Linked DNA regions of Cricetulus griseus: region 2 is linked to region 1. The links are chromatin contacts, called in public Hi-C maps. All regions are on one chromosome and are shown on one strand. Each heading gives the region's core, a stretch centred on a gene start, on an enhancer-like site or on the middle of the called end of the contact. The rest is flanking DNA. Distances are from core to core; before and after follow the strand shown.

What was found. A called contact is a pair of places that touch in the nucleus more often than the background predicts.
Region 2: a contact with region 1 is called in a Hi-C map of fibroblasts, with 4 times the contacts expected there. The contact joins two enhancer-like sites. A contact is called at or near these places in 6 of 8 Hi-C or Micro-C datasets (the CHK-Q cell line, the CHL-YN cell line, the CHO-K1 cell line and 2 more).

What each region holds. Positions count from the first base shown.
Region 1 is chr5:53,590,223-53,594,053 of CriGri-PICRH-1.0, forward strand. The region is part of intron 1 of Nav1 (neuron navigator 1); the gene reads left to right. Among named protein-coding and RNA genes, the nearest start is that of Nav1, 20 kb to the left of the region's middle. Within about 2 kb of position 2,114, at least 2 of the 6 cell types and tissues checked have open chromatin away from gene starts, as enhancers often do. A contact at or near this core is called in fibroblasts, where this site is marked.
Region 2 is chr5:53,712,537-53,716,010 of CriGri-PICRH-1.0, forward strand. All of the region lies in intron 4 of Nav1 (neuron navigator 1), which reads left to right. All of the region lies in intron 2 of LOC103163026 (a long non-coding RNA gene), which reads right to left. Among named protein-coding and RNA genes, the nearest start is that of Ipo9, 110 kb to the right of the region's middle. Within about 2 kb of position 1,840, at least 1 of the 6 cell types and tissues checked has open chromatin away from gene starts, as enhancers often do. A contact at or near this core is called in fibroblasts, where this site is marked.

The sequences.
Region 1 (3,831 bases), core at 864-3,363:
GCATCATTCTGTGGCTACCACAAGAGGGCACCGTTGCCCAGCACAACCCGCAGGATTCCCACGCCCTCTGCAGCAGCCAGCTGGCCCCCTGCGTCATTTGGGCTAGGAAAAGCAGCCAGGCTTAGTCTCTCAGCTCTACACTAGAAGAAATCCTGGGGATGGGAGTCTTGGGTGGGGAGCCCTGCGTTATGCAGAAAAACTAGGCAGGGTGGCTGAGTCTAAGACTTTAATGGCCTGGAGAGCAGAGCTGATCTGTTCTACCAGTGGTGTTTAGGACTCTGATTCTTGGCTTGGGTCCTATCTGCTACAAACTACCCTTGTCCCCACAAAATAAACTAATCTTCTTGCTTTCTTCTCCTGTGACTTCAGGATACTGAGTCCATTAGGCATGTTGGGTGACTTTGTACAGGATAAGGATAAGATGGTGTTGGTTGGCAGAAGCAAAAAGTCAGTGTTTACCAGCCTGGCTGTTTCTGGAATCTTTTTTTCTTGTGGTTATTGGGACCCGAAGTCACAGCCAGCTTTTTCTTCATCAATACAACCTTCCTGTGTGGCCATACTAACTTGTCCATTGTAGATGGACAAAACCCGTCCCAAATCATTATTGACTTAGCCTTGGACTTCCTTGGCTAATGACTAACAGGACTCCTGCATCTGGGGCAATTTGGAGGAAGTACAGGAGGAACAGGGATAAACACAGGACCCTGGTTCACTGCCAGAGTCCTTGGCCATAGCATGGCTGGAGAGGCAACCATTTAGTGAAATCCCATCTCCTATTGCTTCAAGTCCCAAGCTGCTGTTCCCTTAGAAACTGCTGTCTCTATAAACCCGTATCTGTGACCATGTGTCTGTATTTCTCTTTCCCTCTCTGCAGACCTCTTGGGAATGGAGGAACTGCAAACACTTTGGGGTCTGTGGATCTATGCCATAAGCTGGGTCTCCCCGGCTCTGCTACAGTGATGGACAGGCCAAGCTGCTTTCTAGGCCAGGTGCTACAGAGCAGGCAGTGGGCTCAAGGGGCTCTGCAGCACCCCCTTGTACCCCACCCCACCCCTACAGGCTCCCCTATTGTGTGCCTCCAACCATTGCTTTTTCTAGAGACCCTAAGCCACAGCTTTACCGAGACATTGGGCTGGGGCCTTTTCATTATCCTGAGCCTTCTCTCCCAGGGACCCCCCAACAGCCCTGCCCAGACCACAGCTTGCCCTTACACTGTGAGGGCTCCTCTAGCAGAAAGATGAGAGCTCTTCTAGGATCCTTCTCTTGTCTTTACGTGGACAGACCATCTGGTTGCTGTGGAATATGGTCAGGGCACTGTCCTAGATGTAGCGATATTTAATATTAGAGGATATGGATGGGAAGATGAACTGGCTCCTAGTCTAGATGATAACACAGGAAGAGATAAATGTGCAGTCACAGGGCCACCCAGAGGCAGGGTGTGGTCCCACCTGACTTTCCATCAAGGGTCTGCTCTTACTAGCTGTGACTGAATGAGAGGACTTCGAGCGCTATGAAGACTGAACATATATGAGACTGGCATATAGTAGGCATTATAGAAAAATAGACTTATTTCTCTTCCACCTTTGTTCCCAAGCTTTTCTTCTGATTCCTTTATCTCTAGACTTTGGAAGTTCTCCGGGGATAGAGATGGTCCTACTGCAGCCCTGACTCTTCCACAGTTGCTGACTTGAGGTCTAGGGGTGTGGTCCCCACTTGTCTCAGAGTGGCAGTGTCTTGGTCACCAGATTGGGAGATCTCTGCAGGTAGGGGCTGTATTTCCTCCAGCAGCTTCCTATGCCTTAGTCAATAAGCACAGTTCTGTGGAAAACCACACACTGAGTGTGACCAGTGACATGTAAGAATGACTGAGTGGCCCCTGCTTATGGAGGTACCTAGTAGCTCCCAGGGTGTTTCCCTAAGGTTAAGTGTACCCCAGAACTTGGGTCCTTGTGGACAGAGGGTGTTTCTGAAGTGCAGACATCTGGAGGGCAGATGTAGAGTTGGCTGGGAGGAATGAAGTCCTGGAAAAGTTGGGATTCCAGGCCCCATGACTCACTCCCCCATCACAGCCACTCCTCGGCAGCTGGGCTGCCTAAGGCTTGAGGCCTGGACTGCATGGAGTTAGCCAGCCAGGTGTGGCTTAGTAGTGGTCCCTGGTCTGGGACACAGCTGCCTCTCAGCTGGATAGGGCTGGAGAACTGAGGGAGTGCTATACATCATACTCTCAGAGTTCTCAGGCTCCTCTGAGTGTAGCTGAGGGTATAATCTTACATAGGTCATTTTGGTAATGTGTGAAAGCAGAAGGTAGCTTTCTCTTTCTGTTTCAGCTGGGATGGGGTTCTCAGCTTGCTCTTAGTGTTTCCTGGCCTGGGGGGGTGATGGAGGTGAGCAGATGCTCTGGGGCGGGGTAGGTTCTGTCTCTAGTGTTTGTCAACAGGCATATAGTCAAAGCAGCAGAAAGGTAGATGGATTCTGAGGTCAGTGCCTTGGTCCAAGTCCCCAATGATGGTGAAAGCAGTTTGAAATCTGTCTTAGCATCAGTCTCCTCTTTTGAAATGAGGTTAACAACAGCTCAGGGTGAGGGCTAGGTCAGCGAGGTCCCGTGGGGGAGCATGCTTAGCAAACAAGTCTTGCCAGGATAGAGGGTTGTGAGATTTAGGGGTGGCCTGGGCCCTGATTAAGCTGTCTTGATCTTGTAGTGTAGCCCTCACAGAGGACAATGGGACAATGGGGTGGGGAGCGACAGTCTACAAGGTGACAGGAAAATCTGAGGGTGCAGGCCTAGAGTGTGAGCCCTAGTGACATTCTCCCTGTGTGCCCTCAGTAGCAGGAAAGGCTTACCCTCAGAACTTGGAGAGCCTCTGGATTCGGGAAGCCAGATTGGATGACATAGTGTCAGTTTATCGGTTGTTATTGGCCCAACATGTTTTTCTGTAGTGTAGCTCAGCCCTGAAAAATTTGCTAAAACTTGACCAGAGGACCTGAGACTCCTAACTCCTACATTAATGGGGTGGTGGTACCCTAAATCTCTGCTCCAAGTATTCTAGGACCCCTCTTCAATGAGGTAAGGAAGAACCGGAGTCTAGAGTTGGATGCAGGAGCTCTTGGGTCGTCAGGTCTCCATCTACAAATGAGGGTAGGTTCCTATTTCAGTGGACCGCTGTAAGGGTGGAACGAGGTGGTGTTGCAAGAGCTGTGGAAGGCAGATGTGACTGTGGTGAGCTGGAGCTGTGATGGCAGAGGCTGTGCTTGCAGACAAGTCTCAAGGGCCCAGCACTCTGTGTGGGACAGTCCGTGCTGTGAGACGGCTGGCTCAAGGTGAGCCCCCATACCTCCTGCACTTCTGCTTGGACCCCTCTCAGTCTTCACCCTCACCCCTCACTATAGAGAGAATGGAGTGTTGTCCTCTGCTCCTATAAAAAAAAAAAAAAAAAAAAAAAAAAAAAAAAAAAAAAACAGGACCACAAACTGAATGGCTTAAACAACACAATGTGTTCTCTTATAGCCCAGGGTATCAGAAGCCCAAAATGTATTGCTGAATAAAATCAGATATAGTTCAATGGCGTAGCACTTGCCTAGCATGTGTAAATACTTGTGTTCCATCCCCAGAACTAAGATAAAAATCAAGATATCTGTAGAGGATGTCCTTCTGGATTCTCCAGTCATTGTCCCTGCTGGTTTCTAAAGGCCAGCTGCATTTTTGGCCGTAGGCTCTTCCTCCTCTTCCAAAATCAGTGAGAACTAGACAAGCCCCAGGCATTTGTCCCTCTGAGTGCAGCAGGGAAAGGCTCTGGTTTTTCAGGACTTGTGTGATAAGATTGGGTCCACCTG
Region 2 (3,474 bases), core at 590-3,089, 120 kb after region 1:
TTATCCCAGCACTCAGGAGGCACTCTCAGGATAGATCTCTGAGTTGGAGGCCAGATTAGTCTATGGGGCGAGTTCCAGAACAGCCAGGGCTACACAGAGAAACTCTGTCTCAAAAACAAAACAAAACAAACAAAAAACAAAGAAAGAAAGGAAAAGAAAAGGGACATTACAACTAATACTCATTGCAAACAGGGCTAAAGGCCGGAGCCCTCTTCTGGTCCCTTGGCCCACAGTACTCACTATCCTTGACCTAGCCAGGGCTTCCCCAAGGGGATGTAAGTGCTAGTCATTGAGAAGTAACTGTCCCCTGGGCCTGTAAGCTTACCTCCTCCCCAAATTCTCTGCCAAGGCTGTGCTTGTACACCAGGCTGTATGAAGCTGAGCCACACTCCCATTGCAGCCAACCATGTGGAGTTCCCTTGCTGCCTTCAGATCACTGCAGGGATCTCCTTTCTCTCCAAAAGGACATTGATGAGGCATGATAGAAGGAGCCTGTCCTCCCACCTCCCCTGGAAAGCCACCTGCTTCAAGCACACTTTAAAAGAGCAGAAGTGAGACTTCCAGAGAACAGACTTGAAACCCACCCACTTACCCAGGGTACTGGAGTTGAAAGGCAAGCTGAATTCTCTCTCAAACTTTGGCTCTGAATATGAGCTTGCCAAAGGCCCATGGGTATTCAGAGCCTATTTCTACCTCGGGCTGGTTTGAATAATCCCTGTAGATCAGGCTCTACTCTTAAACTGTCCCCAGGAACAGGGTAGGTACTGCCTGGGTAGATGGCTCAGCAAAGCTGATGATGCCGACGCTAGGCTCTTTTCCAAGTGTGCTAACGTAGCCAGGACAGGGGGCTATCGGTATGGAGAAGCATGTCTATCCCAGGAGTGCAGAGCCTGCAAGGAAGCAATCCTAAGCAGAATGCCGAGGCAGCTTCTCCCAAGCCAGAGAGCCAGACAGCTGCCCATCTTGCAGCATTGCGGCATCAGCAAGGCTGCAGGCGGCCAAGGACCCATAGCGCCCCCGTGTGGTTCTTCTCTGCAACAAGCATAGAGACACGACAAGATGAATGAGGTTGGCATCCCCTGGCTACAATATGGAGGAGTAAGGTTTTGGTGGCTGTCTTACCAGAAACGTAAAGATGTAGCAGACAACAGAGAGCCGATTTGTACCAAAGGTATTTCCCCATCACCTTGAACAGGGATGTTGAGCCCTAGTCTTTTGAGGGGTATCCTGTTCTCAAAGCGTGCAATCAAATGCAAGGATTTCCCAAAATAGGACCCTCCAATCACATCACCTGATTTAGTATCTGGCAGTACAACAGATTCCTCTAGGCCGCTGAACCAGAAATTGGGGGTGACACCCTGGCATCTATGTTTAAAAGTAGGAGTTTTTACAGACCTCAGCCAGGCACAAAGATCAGACAGCCCAAGCTGGTGGGGAGGGGTCCTCTACCTATGTGAGAGCACAGGACCAGACTGCCAGAATTTAAGTGTTGTCTACACAGCTCCCTTACTTATAGACTAGGAAACTGAGGCCCAAGAAGTAGTCACTTACCCAGGTTCCACAGCTGGTTGGTATGTCCCCTTGGGATTTTTCCCTCATTGAAAATTAAAACTGCCCATGAACCGGGGAAACTCCTGCCTGGCAATTCCAGACTGTAATGCCTATGCCCACTTCTCTGTTTAGCCCCAGATTTGTTTGTAGTTCCTAGTTCTTGTATAACACCCCCATACGGCCAATGCATTTCTTAGTCCTGGCTTTCCGGTGCCTCGTGCAGCACCCAGCAGGACTCCAGCCTGCCCACTCACTGCCTGTGTGGTTCTCGAGGGTAAAGAGAAACTCCCTGGGAGTGGCTCTAGGGAGCAGGAGTGCTGAGCAGATACAAGCATAGCATTTGCTTCACCGCAGGGTTTGGTGACGCCTCCTCTGACAATATTGTGACTTAAGTTGCGGGGGGGGGGGGGGGTGAGTGGAATGATAGGATTAGTAACAGAATAAATAGTCCCCGCCTGCGTGCTCTACGACAGTGGAGTGTCTGCAGGCCTGGAGGCCTGCCCACCCAGCATCCTTATATGACCTCTGGGGTCAACAGATGATTTGCAAAGGGGTATAGGGAAGGGATGGAGTTACCCTTCAGACAAGCTGCTGTGCTCTACCCTAGGGCAAAGGAGATCTGTATACTGGGTCACCTGTCAGCTTTTAACACTTTCCCCGCCACGGTGTAGGACAGTGCAGGGGTGGGAATGACTCCAGTGCAAGATGACTGGTGCAGACCCTACAGAACTGCCTAGCTTAACTTGAGCACCTCTGGGGTACCCTGGAATGTGCCCTTAGACCAGGAGTGCACTGGGGTGGCCTCCTGCTCTTGCTGGAGTTGGTAGACTTATGTCCTGGAGTGGAGGAAAAGGAAGAAAAGATTCCAATTCCCAGAGACATTTGACCCACTAAAACACAAAGTACTGCTCAACAAATACTGGCAGTCATGTGGGGAAAGTCCCCAGTGTCTTTTTCCACTGTTGCAGTGGGTGAAAGTGGCCCAGTGGCTGGAGCTGGACTCTTTTTAGAAGCTGAAATTGTGATAGTTTTCCAGAATGTAAAGATCTGAACCATGTGCTGGGATCAATAGGGTCAGGGAATTTTCTCCCTCCAGAGAGTTGTTGAGAGGGGGTTGTGAAAGAGAAACAGATGCAGGGGGGCTCAGTCCCTCCTGTTTCCAGGTCCTTTAGGCTGGCCTGGATTTCTACATGAATCCAGGCCCAGGCCGTCCCCTGTGGTTAATTCTGGCTGTGATTTACCTCTTCTGCAGATATATCTCAGCCTCCATCCCAGCCCACAGCACGGGATGGTGAAAAAAGAGTTGAGGCCAGGAGTCACAGCAGCCCTGACTCCCTTCTGTGAACTTACAGGAGAGGTCATTTTTGTCCTTAATGTCATAGGTTGGCAGATGCTTTCAGGCCCCCTCTTGGCTCACGTCTGCCCATCCTGGGGGGCTTGCAACTCACCCAGCCACTCAGCAAAAGCCACTCCAGAGGTGAGGTGTCCATTCAGTTCTCAGTTGCCCTGCCCTGGTCCCACACCGCTCGTGTGGGTTCTGAAACTTTGGAAGTAATTAAGGTTTGCCAGTCAATCATTGCAATTTACTTAATTGCTGGCTAATAATTAAAACCTCACAGAATGTGGGGAAATCTGAGTACTGGGTGATGGATCCCCCTGAGCCTCCTCTCCCGGAACTTGCCTGACTCTGTTGGAGCTTTTTACCTTGAGCTGGATGGAGACTCGCTATACATTGCTATATCATGTTTTAGCCTTCTGGCCTGAGCAAGTCCCTGTAGCCAAGTGTACCCCACAGGCAAGACTAGCTCTGAGAGAAACAGCCCAGGCTTGATGATGCATAAGCAAGGTTGCCCCTAGACCCAGGTGTGAGGGCCTCACCAAGCAACAGCTTGGTCCCACCCATCTGTGAATGACAGAGAGTGG